Regions from separate parts of the Canis lupus genome. Here region 2 is linked to region 1. The links are chromatin contacts, called in public Hi-C maps. All regions are on one chromosome and are shown on one strand. The core of a region is the stretch at or near the end of the contact, and the rest is flanking DNA. Distances in the headings are between cores, read along the strand shown.

Evidence for each region. Hi-C and Micro-C count contacts between places; a contact is called where the count stands out from the background.
Region 2: a contact with region 1 is called in a Hi-C map of blood, with 2.3 times the contacts expected there. The contact joins the enhancer-like site here to the promoter of MAP4K4 in region 1. A contact is called at or near these places in 2 of 9 Hi-C or Micro-C datasets (amygdala and blood).

The regions. Positions count from the first base shown.
Region 1 is chr10:42,329,032-42,334,313 of UU_Cfam_GSD_1.0, forward strand. MAP4K4 (mitogen-activated protein kinase kinase kinase kinase 4) reads right to left here and starts at 2,789. Exons shown (of 32, transcript XM_038550934.1): 1 at 2,596-2,789; 2 at 2,148-2,213. The coding sequence starts at 2,652.
Region 2 is chr10:42,555,672-42,560,750 of UU_Cfam_GSD_1.0, forward strand. RFX8 (regulatory factor X8) reads left to right here. Exons shown (of 11, transcript NM_001270887.1): 4 at 919-1,032; 5 at 1,837-1,987; 6 at 4,585-4,643. Among named protein-coding and RNA genes, the nearest start is that of CREG2, 37 kb to the right of the region's middle. Within about 2 kb of position 3,335, at least 4 of the 20 cell types and tissues checked have an H3K27ac peak or open chromatin away from gene starts, as enhancers often do. A contact at or near this core is called in blood, where this site is marked.

The sequences.
Region 1 (5,282 bases), core at 1,539-4,038:
AGTACTGACTAACTGTTAAACTGAGTGATCTACTCTCTCTCCTTGTGTATGCTTGCAATTTTCCAGAATAAAAAAAGAACTGCTGGTGAGCAAAATCTCAGGCACTATTCTGTGTGTGTATGCCACTCTTGCACAGATTTCTTAATTCGTTAGGTTTGCATAATTTGAGAATTTCTTCTCAACTGTACAGACTTTGTAGTCAGAGAGCTGTGTCACTGCCAGTATTCCAAATGCTTCCCAACTGCACCACTCAGCAAATCTATTTCAAATGCTTGGGGGAAGGAGGAGACGGAACCAAAGGAAATGAAGAGGGGAAAAAAACTGAACAATGAACCTGCCCAAACTGTTACCATAAAGAACTCCCACCTCTTAAAGCCACTTAATTCATAGTCAGGTTTCACTCTTTCTTCCTTCTTATGGTTTAAAAGCAAGACTGTAGGCTTCTAGTTTACTTCATTGCCCTTCACATCCATCCATGCTGCCTGAGGAAGATACAAACAATCCAACTACTGTGTAACCAGGTCAAAAACAAGCTTTGGCTAACTTACTTGGAAGAGTACACTCACCACTTAGATTTGGCCAGAAAAACTAGGTTAGAAAAAAACCTACTGGGGCTTAAACAAACACTGGGGCTGGGGAGAATGTCTTAGAGCCAGTTACCAGGCCACTCAGTGAGTTGCAACACACTCTTTTCCAAAATTTTCCAAAGGCTTCCAAATTCAGTTGAGCCCAGCAGCCTGAGTTAACAGGGCTTCTTTTCAAATTCAAAAATCTGGCCGCAGCCCCAACAGTTAACCAACAAAACACATGCTAATTCACTTGAGATCACCTAAGAATACAGACTCAAGTTCAGACCACTGGCTGGTACACAGCCTGGTACAGAAGCCCAGGCCAGGGGAAGTCGGGGCTGGGGAGAGACGTTCAAGCGACAGATAAACCCTATTCATAAAGCGTAAGAGAGACAATAGGATCCACACTTAATTTGGCCTAAGAAAATGTCTACAGTCAGCTTCCAACCCCCCTCCCTCCATCTTCAATGAGACAATGACAGTTCTTCATGGTGAACCACAAAGCCTTGCTTCATAAGATATTTTCCTCTAGCCGGACCTTGTATCCACTCTAACAGCTAGAAAACACCCCCAGTGCAGATTACTTTTAGCAAACCTTTAGTAATAAGGAATAAATCAGGACAGGGGAAATCTAACATTCTGTTTCAAATTTTCAAGGCCTGTGCCTCCATTACCTACAGCTCTTTCAAGAAGCTCTACAATGTGCACTGAACAAAACGAACCGCACTGTTAGTCACATCAGGTGTCAGCTACTCAGAGGAGACTCATAGTCTCCAGATTTGTTAGTTTCACTTGGGGGGTGGGGGGGGGGGGGAGTCGGGGTTAAACAAAAAAAAGAGAGAGAGAGAGAGAAGGGCCTGGGGTGGGTGTGAAATCCGGGCATCCTCTTGAGCTCTCCCTCATCTCTGTTTCAATTACACACCTGTCAAACAGGTTATTCCTGGAATTCAGATTTTATAATCCTCATGCTGTAATCCTTCCTGCTCCTGGTGCCCGAACACACACCCCTCTCTGCTTCCCCAAAATATGTATGTATGCATCCGTAGAACGTAGGAGAGAGAGTTAAGAAGCAAGCAGTCCCAGGTAACACCGAACTCCTCACCTTGAGCACTTGGCAAACATCAAAACGAGGCAACATGATGACAATTTTCAAGAAGGCCAAGGCAGTGGTTTAAGATAATCATAGGCCAGGCCTGCCTATACTGAATTTTAATTAACACACACAAACTCAAGAGGGCCGGAACTGGGGAAAACGAAAAGAATTAAAGTTGCCTTGACGGGGAGAAGAAGAAAAAAAAAAAAAAAAATGTTTTCCCATCTTACTGGAGAAAAGTGCATGCCTAAGAGTGTAGCTTATTTCCTTATCTCAAAGCCAGGAAATGAGTGAGGTCCTTTCAGGCCAGCCTGAATATAAACTCTTGTTTAAAAACAAGAGGGACTGCAGGGCGAAACCCCTTTCCCCACTTCGGCCGAGCGGCGTGGCCTGCAGTCGGCGGCGTGTTTACCAGCCGTCTGCTCGTTCCCCCAACCAGAAGTTTCAACGTGCCACGGGAAACAAAGACGGAGGCTCGCACCGACCTTATAGACTTGTCCGTAGGTGCCATTTCCAACCACTTCCACCAGCTCAAAAATCCCAGCAGGATCCTGGTGAAGAGGAGGGGAGGGGTGAGAATTTTAAAAGCAGCACAACAATGAATAAATAGAGCGGGGCGGCGGGAGAGAACGGGCGACGGCACACCCGGCGGGCTTGGCCCCGCGCGGTCCCCCAGCGCCCGAGGGCCGCGCCCGGGGCGCGGGGGGCGCGGGGGCCGCGGGGGCCGCGGAGGGTCGCGGAGGGTCGCGCCCCGCCGCCCCGCACTCGCCGACGCAGGCAGACAAAGGGGCCGCCGCGCCCGCGGCTGTGCCGGCCGCTGCGCCCGAGAGCCCGAGCGCCCGAGCGCCCGAGCGCCCGGCGGGCAGGGCGCGGCCCCTGCTCCCCGCTCCCCGCTCCCGGCGCGCCCGTGGGGGGCTCGTCGTGGCCACTCACCCGCAGGGAGGAGAGGTCGATGTCCACCAGACTTTTTGCAGGGGAGTCGTTCGCCATTTTCCCTTTTTGCCACCAGACGAAACAGTACCAGTAGATCTCTCCGCCTGCCTATCTCTTCCCGCCGCAGGCCAGGCCGCCGACGGCGCCTCCTCGCTCGGGAGCGGGCGGCCGGACTCCGCCCGGAGAGGCCGCGGGCAGCGGCGGCGGCGGCGGCGGCGGCGGGCTGGCGGCTGTCGGCCGGCCCGGGCCGCGCGCGGAGGGCGGACGGAGCGTGCGCGGGGCGGCGGCGGCGCTCACACCATGGCGCGGGGCGGCCGTCAGGCCCCCGGGCGTCGCCCGCGCCTCAGGCCCCGCGCCCGCGCCCCGCGCCGCGCGCCTGGAGGACGGGCCCGGAGCGTGGGGCCGCGGCGCCGCCGAGAGTTGAGCGAGTGAGCGCGAGGCAGCGAGACAAAGATAACCCGGGGGGCGGGGGCGGGGGCGGGGGCGGGGGCGGGGAGGGGGGCGGGGAGGGAGGGGGCGGCGGCGCGGGAGGAGGAGAAACGGGACACCGAAAATATATTCTGAGGAGGGAGAACGCGGCTCCCCCGCGCCCTCCCCGGCAGGAAAAGCGAGCGGAAACGCTCCCAGCCCGAGCCCCGCCGGGGAGGGCGCGGGGCGAGCCGCCCGCGCGGCGTGAATATTCAGCAGGGGTGCGGCCCGAACAATGGCCGGCCGGCGGGCGGCGCGCACCGCGGCCGGGGCGGGGAGGAGGCGCCCCGGGACTCCCCCCGAGGTGCCGGCGCCGAGGAAACGCCCCATCTCGCGCTAACAATACACGGAGCCGCAGGGACGCGGCCCCCGGCCGCAGACGCGCGGAGGCGCACCGGCCCCGGCGTCGCGGGGGCGCGAAGGGGGGTCGCCCCGGGCCCCCTGCCCCTGCCCCTTCCCCTTCCCCTCCCCTCCCCTCCCCCACCTCCGGATGGGTTCTCTACCCCCCCCCCCCGACCCTCATTTCCGGTTTCCTCACACGGTTCTCGTTTCCTATCTTGCAGGCGACGTTTGTGACAGGCGTGTAGGTGCGGCGTCCCCTGAGCATCACCTGGCCGCGGGTCCCGAGGCTCTCCGTGGGAACCGAGCCCAGAACAGCCCCTCTGAGCGCCTGGCACTGCCTTCCTTACCGCGCTCGGGAGGTGAGCCCTGTGGGGGGGGCCCCAAGTGCTAACCCCCGTTTTGTGCCTACAGATCATTAAGGATCGATATAAACAGGCTTCAGCCAGCAACTTCGGAAGCTCGTCGGTAGGTGGGCAGTTTGATCCTGTTAAATAGGGATGAATATATTGTGTGTGCACCACCCATCATTTTTATCACATCGCTCCACAAAAAACTTTGAACGGCTCCCTGTTACCTCGCGGCAGGTTCTTTCTCCAACCTGCGTGCGTCAGAATCACCGGGAGGGATTGTAAAAGCGCCGGTGGCTGACCCCCCACCTCCGGAGTCCAGCAGGTCTGGGAGAGTAGGCCCGAGAGTATGCATTTCTCACAAGCTGTCGGATGATGCAAATATTGCTGTTACAGGGATCACACTTGGAGAACAAGGGCCCTCCTTACAGGATGAAAATCTAAGGCCCTTCACAACTGGGCTTCACAGACACCAGCGTCGTCATCATCTAGCGGTTCTTGCTTAATGTACAGCACCCAATTTAACCTGTCTTGTACCCCCTTGTGTATTAGTATCCACATTTTAAGGATGAGGAAACCAAAGCACTGAAACATAAGGAATGTGCCTAAATTCCTTAAAAGCACAGCCTGGAAGTAGAACAGGGATTATCACTGGGTCAGCCTACTCCAAAAATCCAAGACTCCCATTCATCCGAGTTAATCTTTTACCCAGGAAACGTTTAGCACTCTCCTGCCTCTCAACGGTTCGGTTTCCAAAATTTTCAACTATGAGAATCCCTTGTAAGGGACTTCTGGAATTCTTTGATTAGGAAAATCATAGTAACCAAAGTGTTGGCTGCGAATTTAGTAGTACTTTTAAATGATTTTGTTTTTTTTTTAATGTATTCACAGCAATGGCGTCATCTGTGAGGGTAAATCGTTTACTCAGATTGGCGAGCATGTGAAATTTCAGGCCATGTTACTACGATTAGTATTTTAGTAGTATTTATTTTTTTAAAAGATTGTATTTATTTATTCATGAGAGACACAGAGAAAGAGGCAGAGACATAGGCAGAGGGAGAAGCAGGATCCATGCAGGGAGCCCAATGTGGGACTCAATCCCAGGACCCCAGGATCACGACCTGGGCTGAAGGCAGACGCTTAACTGCTGAGCCACCCAGGTGTCCCAAGTATTTATAATTAATAATAGATAACACATATTAGACCCAGACAATGTGCTAAGTCCTTTATACACATTATTTCATTATTATTCATTAACCCCAAATGATAAGTACTCTTATTTTTCCCACTTTACACATTGAGAAACCAATGTATAAAGAAGATAATTGGAACACCTGGATGGCTCAGTGGTTGAGCATCTGCCTTGGGCTCAGGTCATGATCCTGGGGTCCTGGGATTGAGTCCCACATCGGGCTCCCCACGGGGACCCGGCTTCTCCCTCTGCCTGTGTCTCTCATGAGTAAATAAATAAAAAATAAAAATAAAATAAAGAAGATAATTGACTTGTTTGTGCATAGCTGAACCCAATGC
Region 2 (5,079 bases), core at 2,085-4,584, 230 kb after region 1:
TTCAGACCCACCAACCTCAAAGAGCCATGCTCCAAAGTTACCAACCTGACAGTAAAAGAATTAAATAATCCTGCTCATCTCATTATTGTATTTTTTGTTCAGTATCTATGAGTCATTTGGAGATGTCTTCTCTAAAATTAATGCCCCAATAATAGGATTCCAAATCACAGCCTCATCATCAGGTATGTTGAGAGTTGGCCAGAACTTCCTTGACAGCCTATATACAGGAATAGTTCCTTGCCTGGAGTCATTGTTGGGTCCTCACTTCAGGGTTTCAATGCTGCAAAATACTTAAGCCTGCAAAAATCCCAAAAAGGCAAGAGTTTTTCTCAGTTGGCATCTCAGATTGGCCACCTGGTTCAATAATAGAGTCTGAAGAGTCAACAGGGACAAACATAAAGAAAAGTTAGGAAGCTACCATTTTGTTCCACAACAAAAGGTGTCTACCTTTTGTAGTCTTTAAAGAAGGCTCCTATGTAGAATGATACAGGTGCCCTTTTGCTCACACGGTCCTTAGGTGAATTCTAACTTCTTGAGGAGACCTCTTTGATTACATACTGTTACACATCCTTCTGAGCTGACAAATAATTGAGGGAGTCAATCAATCAATGAACATTTATTCTAAACTGTGGTCTATGCCCTGTGGCTCATCCTATTACAATCAAAAGGAGCCCCCTTGTGGTCAGAAACAGCCTTCCTTCCAGAAAACTTCATGAAAAACCATGTTCCACATTATCCCATCCACCTGGCAGTTGCTCACTGATGGATTGCTGGAAAGAACACTTCTAAAATACAGCTTGGAAAAGTTCATAGGCCGAGCTTTACATTAACTGGACTGAAATCCATCCCATTATCATTTAGGGCTGATTAGGTATACAAGAGGGGATCACTTGGAGGTATGTTCTATTGTCTCATCAGGTGGAGGACTTGCTCACTTCCTTCTGGAAATCTCTGCAGCAAGACACAGTCATGCTTATGTCATTGCCCGATGTGTGCCAGCTCTTTAAATACTATGATGTGCAGCTGTACAAGGTAGGATGACATTTACTGGCCTTGCTGGTTTGTGTCCTTTCCAGAAACTGATACCAAATGCTAGGGTTAGAACTGCAGCAATTCTGTTCTGCAGTCTCTGTGGACTTCAGGCCCTCTAAGAAGTAAATCATGGTGTTGACGGAGCATTTTGATCTTTCCCTAAAACTCAGCTTTTCTTTTTAAATTCAGCGAGAGTTACCTCATATAATGAAAAAGCCAATACACATGGTAACCTATGATTCCAGTGGTTAGTGAACCCTGCACTGAGTCAAACTTTCTTTCTCTGGTAATTTCAACAAAAGAAGCCTTTAAAAATGAGTAATTGGAATAATTGCCTTGGAATATACATATGGTTCTTGTTGGGTTTGTTTAATGCTCTATCTCTAAAGTGATTATTGTTACTGGGGAATCTGTTATATATAATTTCTGTGGTTCTCCTCAAGCTGGTCATGAACCTTTACCTCTTACTTATTTTTTAGATTATTTTTTAGAAATAATCTAGTGCCTCAAAGTTTTGAACACAAGGGTTGAAAACTGGAGGCTGGGTTCAACCCTTGTATATTTGGGTTTGATCCACCTACTACTGGTTAAAATAGTATCTCTTCAAATTTTCAATCAATTGTCAATATTTTAAGATCTTTGAAAAAAATCCCATTCTGGCTATATACCCTGCACCATGAGCAGTGGCTAGGGCTGCATGGTAGCTTTCTCTCTGAGTTTGTGGCATGTGTGACTGTGGCCACTTGCAACTAGAGAATGCCTACCTTGGCCCGCAGTCACCACACCTTGACAATTCTGTTGTAGGGCATTGAGGACATTCTCCTTCATGACTTTTTGGAAGATGTATCTATTCAGTACCTGAAATCTGTCCGGTTATTCAGTAAGAAATTTAAGCTGTGGCTACTTAATGCTTTGGAAGGTTTTCCAGCCCTTGTACAGATCTCCAAACTCAAAGGTAGGTTTCAATGAAAGAAAGAAATTCGGTGAGAGTAGGTGAAGTATCTAACTTTCAAACTGAGACAGGTCACTCCAGCTGTTGGGTAACTCTTCCCATCCTGTGCTAAACTGCAGTCCGCAAGGCCTGACCGGTTCGGATTTGCTGGCATTTTCTTTAGGGTGTTGGGTCCTTGTGCTGATCCATCCACACCCTTTCATGGACTGCCCCTTATAAATACTAACGTAGATTTTTGACAGGTCCACAGGGTTATTAGTTAGAGGTGCAGAAAAGGTGCCACTGACTATGGTCCAGGCAGGAGAGAAGCCGGCAGTGCGTCCAGCTGGTGGCTGATGTGTGCCTTCTCAGAGCAGTCCCCTGAGGGCAGCCTTTGGGCTCAGGGGCCATGTTAGCAGGACTGAACAGGGTTCTGGCTCGAAGAGTCTTCTGCCTCTTTGTGCTCTGTGTGGCCTCCCAGCAAGTCTTCAAAGAACATCACTCCCTCCTTAGAAATTCCTCCCTTGGGACACCTGGGTGGCTCAGTGGTTGTGTGTCTGCCTTTGGCTCAGAGTGTGTTCTGGGGTCCTGAGATCGAGTCCCACATAGGGCTCCCTGCATGGAGCCTGCTTCTCCCCCTCCCCGCCCATGTCTCTGCTTCTCTTTCTGTGTCTCTCATGAATAAATAAATAAAATCTTTAGGGTAAAAAAGAAAGAAAGAAATTCTTCCCATGTCCTAAACTTATTCACACCTCTTGGGCCACTGAGACATTCACACTTTGGTGGTCTCAGTCTCCTCGCTCACCTTCTAGAACATGTTCTAGAACATGTTCCCTTCCATCCTACTGCCAGGTGGTAGTCTCTGAATACTACTGCCCCCAGGCTGCTTGTCCACTCAAGGCCTACAATGGCTCACAATGCAAGCACTCACCCTTGTGTGTGTGACATGCTTTATGGTCCTGGAAATACCTCTTTTCTCCCTCCTGCCCTCCACCACCCATAGCTACCTCCAATGCCCTCCCTACCTGGGCCCTTGTCTTCCTGGGCCAGCTTGCTCCGGGCTGACTCAGCATACTGTTTGCTGTCTCCTGGAACAGCACCATATCTCATTGTAACCCACCAGCCTGCACCCTTTGCTGTGTTCAGCACTCACAGGGGAATCTTCATCCTGCAGGACCCCTGGAAGTGCTCCATGGCCGGGCAGGGGCCCTGAGCTGTGAGACTGCCAGCCAAGGACTGGCAGAGAGGGCGCATTGCAAGGAACATGAGGTCTGAAACTTGGTGTGGCAGAGGGTCAAATGAGGAGACAAAGCCCCGCTCCAGCTTTCCTATGGTGACTTCAGCACTCAAGGCCAGTCTCCCTCTGGCCCTCCCCCAAGCTGCCTCAGAGCTTCCTCATTGATCGTCCACACCCCCACCTCCAGCATCGCCCGCTCTGTCACACTTCCCTCTACCCACCGTGATCCTTCTACACAATGTTCTGACTCATGAAACCTTCCATGACCTCTGCTGTCTGGATGGTCCACGCACCTTCACTCACTAGGCAGAGTCATTTACAGCTTGGCCTCTGGCCTCATCTTTGCCCCCAGCCTCCAGGGAGTCCTTCCATGGGTGCTCCCCAGCAACACAACACGGGTTGTCTCCAAAAAGGTCCACATTTCTGCTCCTGTCTCTGCCTAGTCTGCCAAACCCATCCTCATCCCCTGCCTCCCTCCCCTGCCAAGCCCTCACCCCTCCCTAACTCCTACCTTGCACATTCTAAGTGGAGCCACACCTGACACCTTTTTCCAAACAGGCCTCTCCCTTCCCTCTGTACCTCCCCCTTCTTTCCTTCTTCCCCAGGACAGGGGGGCACTTAGCCTGTTCTGAGGAAGGCGTCTGCACATCTGGTGACCCATCCTCAGAAGGTGAGGCCCTCCCTAGAGAGTTGAGGCTGCCCTCCTTTGTCCAACAATCCAGCGAATACCCCGCACACATTTATGGAGCACACACTGCGCCAGTGTCCCTCATAAATATTTGCCAGATGAATACACGCACACACTCCCTTTGTTTCCTCATTTCACCCTTTTCTTGAATCTTTTTTTTTTTTTAAGATTTATTTATTTATTTGAGAGAGAGAGCTGGGGGAAGCACAGAGGGAGAAAGAGAATCCTGAGCAGTCTCCCTGCTGAGCACAGAGTCTGATGCACTGCTCGATCCCAACACCCTGAGATTATGACCTGAGCTGAAACCAAGAGTCAGCCCCTTAACCGACTGAGCCCCCCAGTAGCCCCTCCTTGGGTGAGTTTTGGAGGGGAGCACTGTAGAGAAGACAAAATTGGGGAAACTCGAGCTTCCTGGGCAAAAGTCCTAAACTCCTTTGAGCAGGCACGTCAGATGCTGGGAGTGCATCACCTCCTGGTACAGAGGGGTGGGGGGAGCAGTGTTGTAGTCAAGTGGCCCCCGCCAGCACCTCTTGGCCATTTGGGAAAGGGTCAGTGGGCGGTGGGAAGACCAGGCCTCCCTGTGTGGAGGGCAGTTCAGGCGGCTGTACCTGCCTAGACAAACATGTGTGCCTCGTGTCTGTGCCATGTCCTCGTCCCCACAGTGTCAATAACGGCCATGTGTATTGTTCTCAACAGAAGTTACTGTGTTTGTCAAGAGACTAAGAAGAAAGACATACCTTTCCAACATGGCAAAGGTAGGTTTCAGCCCTCAGGAAGGAGGGAATGAAGCTGTTTCCTGCAGTAAAAAGTGAAAGCTGCTGGTCTCCCCTGAGAGCAGGGGGAGCTCCCTTGGAGGCTGTGTCCATCCATGCGGAGGGCAGAGGCAGACAGGAGGACCTTGCTGGCTACTGATGGGAAGGCACAGTGCACCCCAAACTCAGCTAGAAGCCAATGCCCCTGCTCCCCTCCTGAGAAGGGTTCTCCCTGCAGGAGAAAAAGCAAAAGCAGGTCAACATTCTAAAGTTCCAGAGGAGGACCCCCACAGAAGTGCTGACCAGGGCCAGCCAGTGGCAGAGGTGAAGGGGCATCGTAACAGAGCCTGGGACAGCCAGACAGAGCCCTTCACCCTGTGCGTGGCCCCATGGACTCCGGGTGTCTGGGCCTCCAGGTCTCTCAGCTCTGACCTTTCCC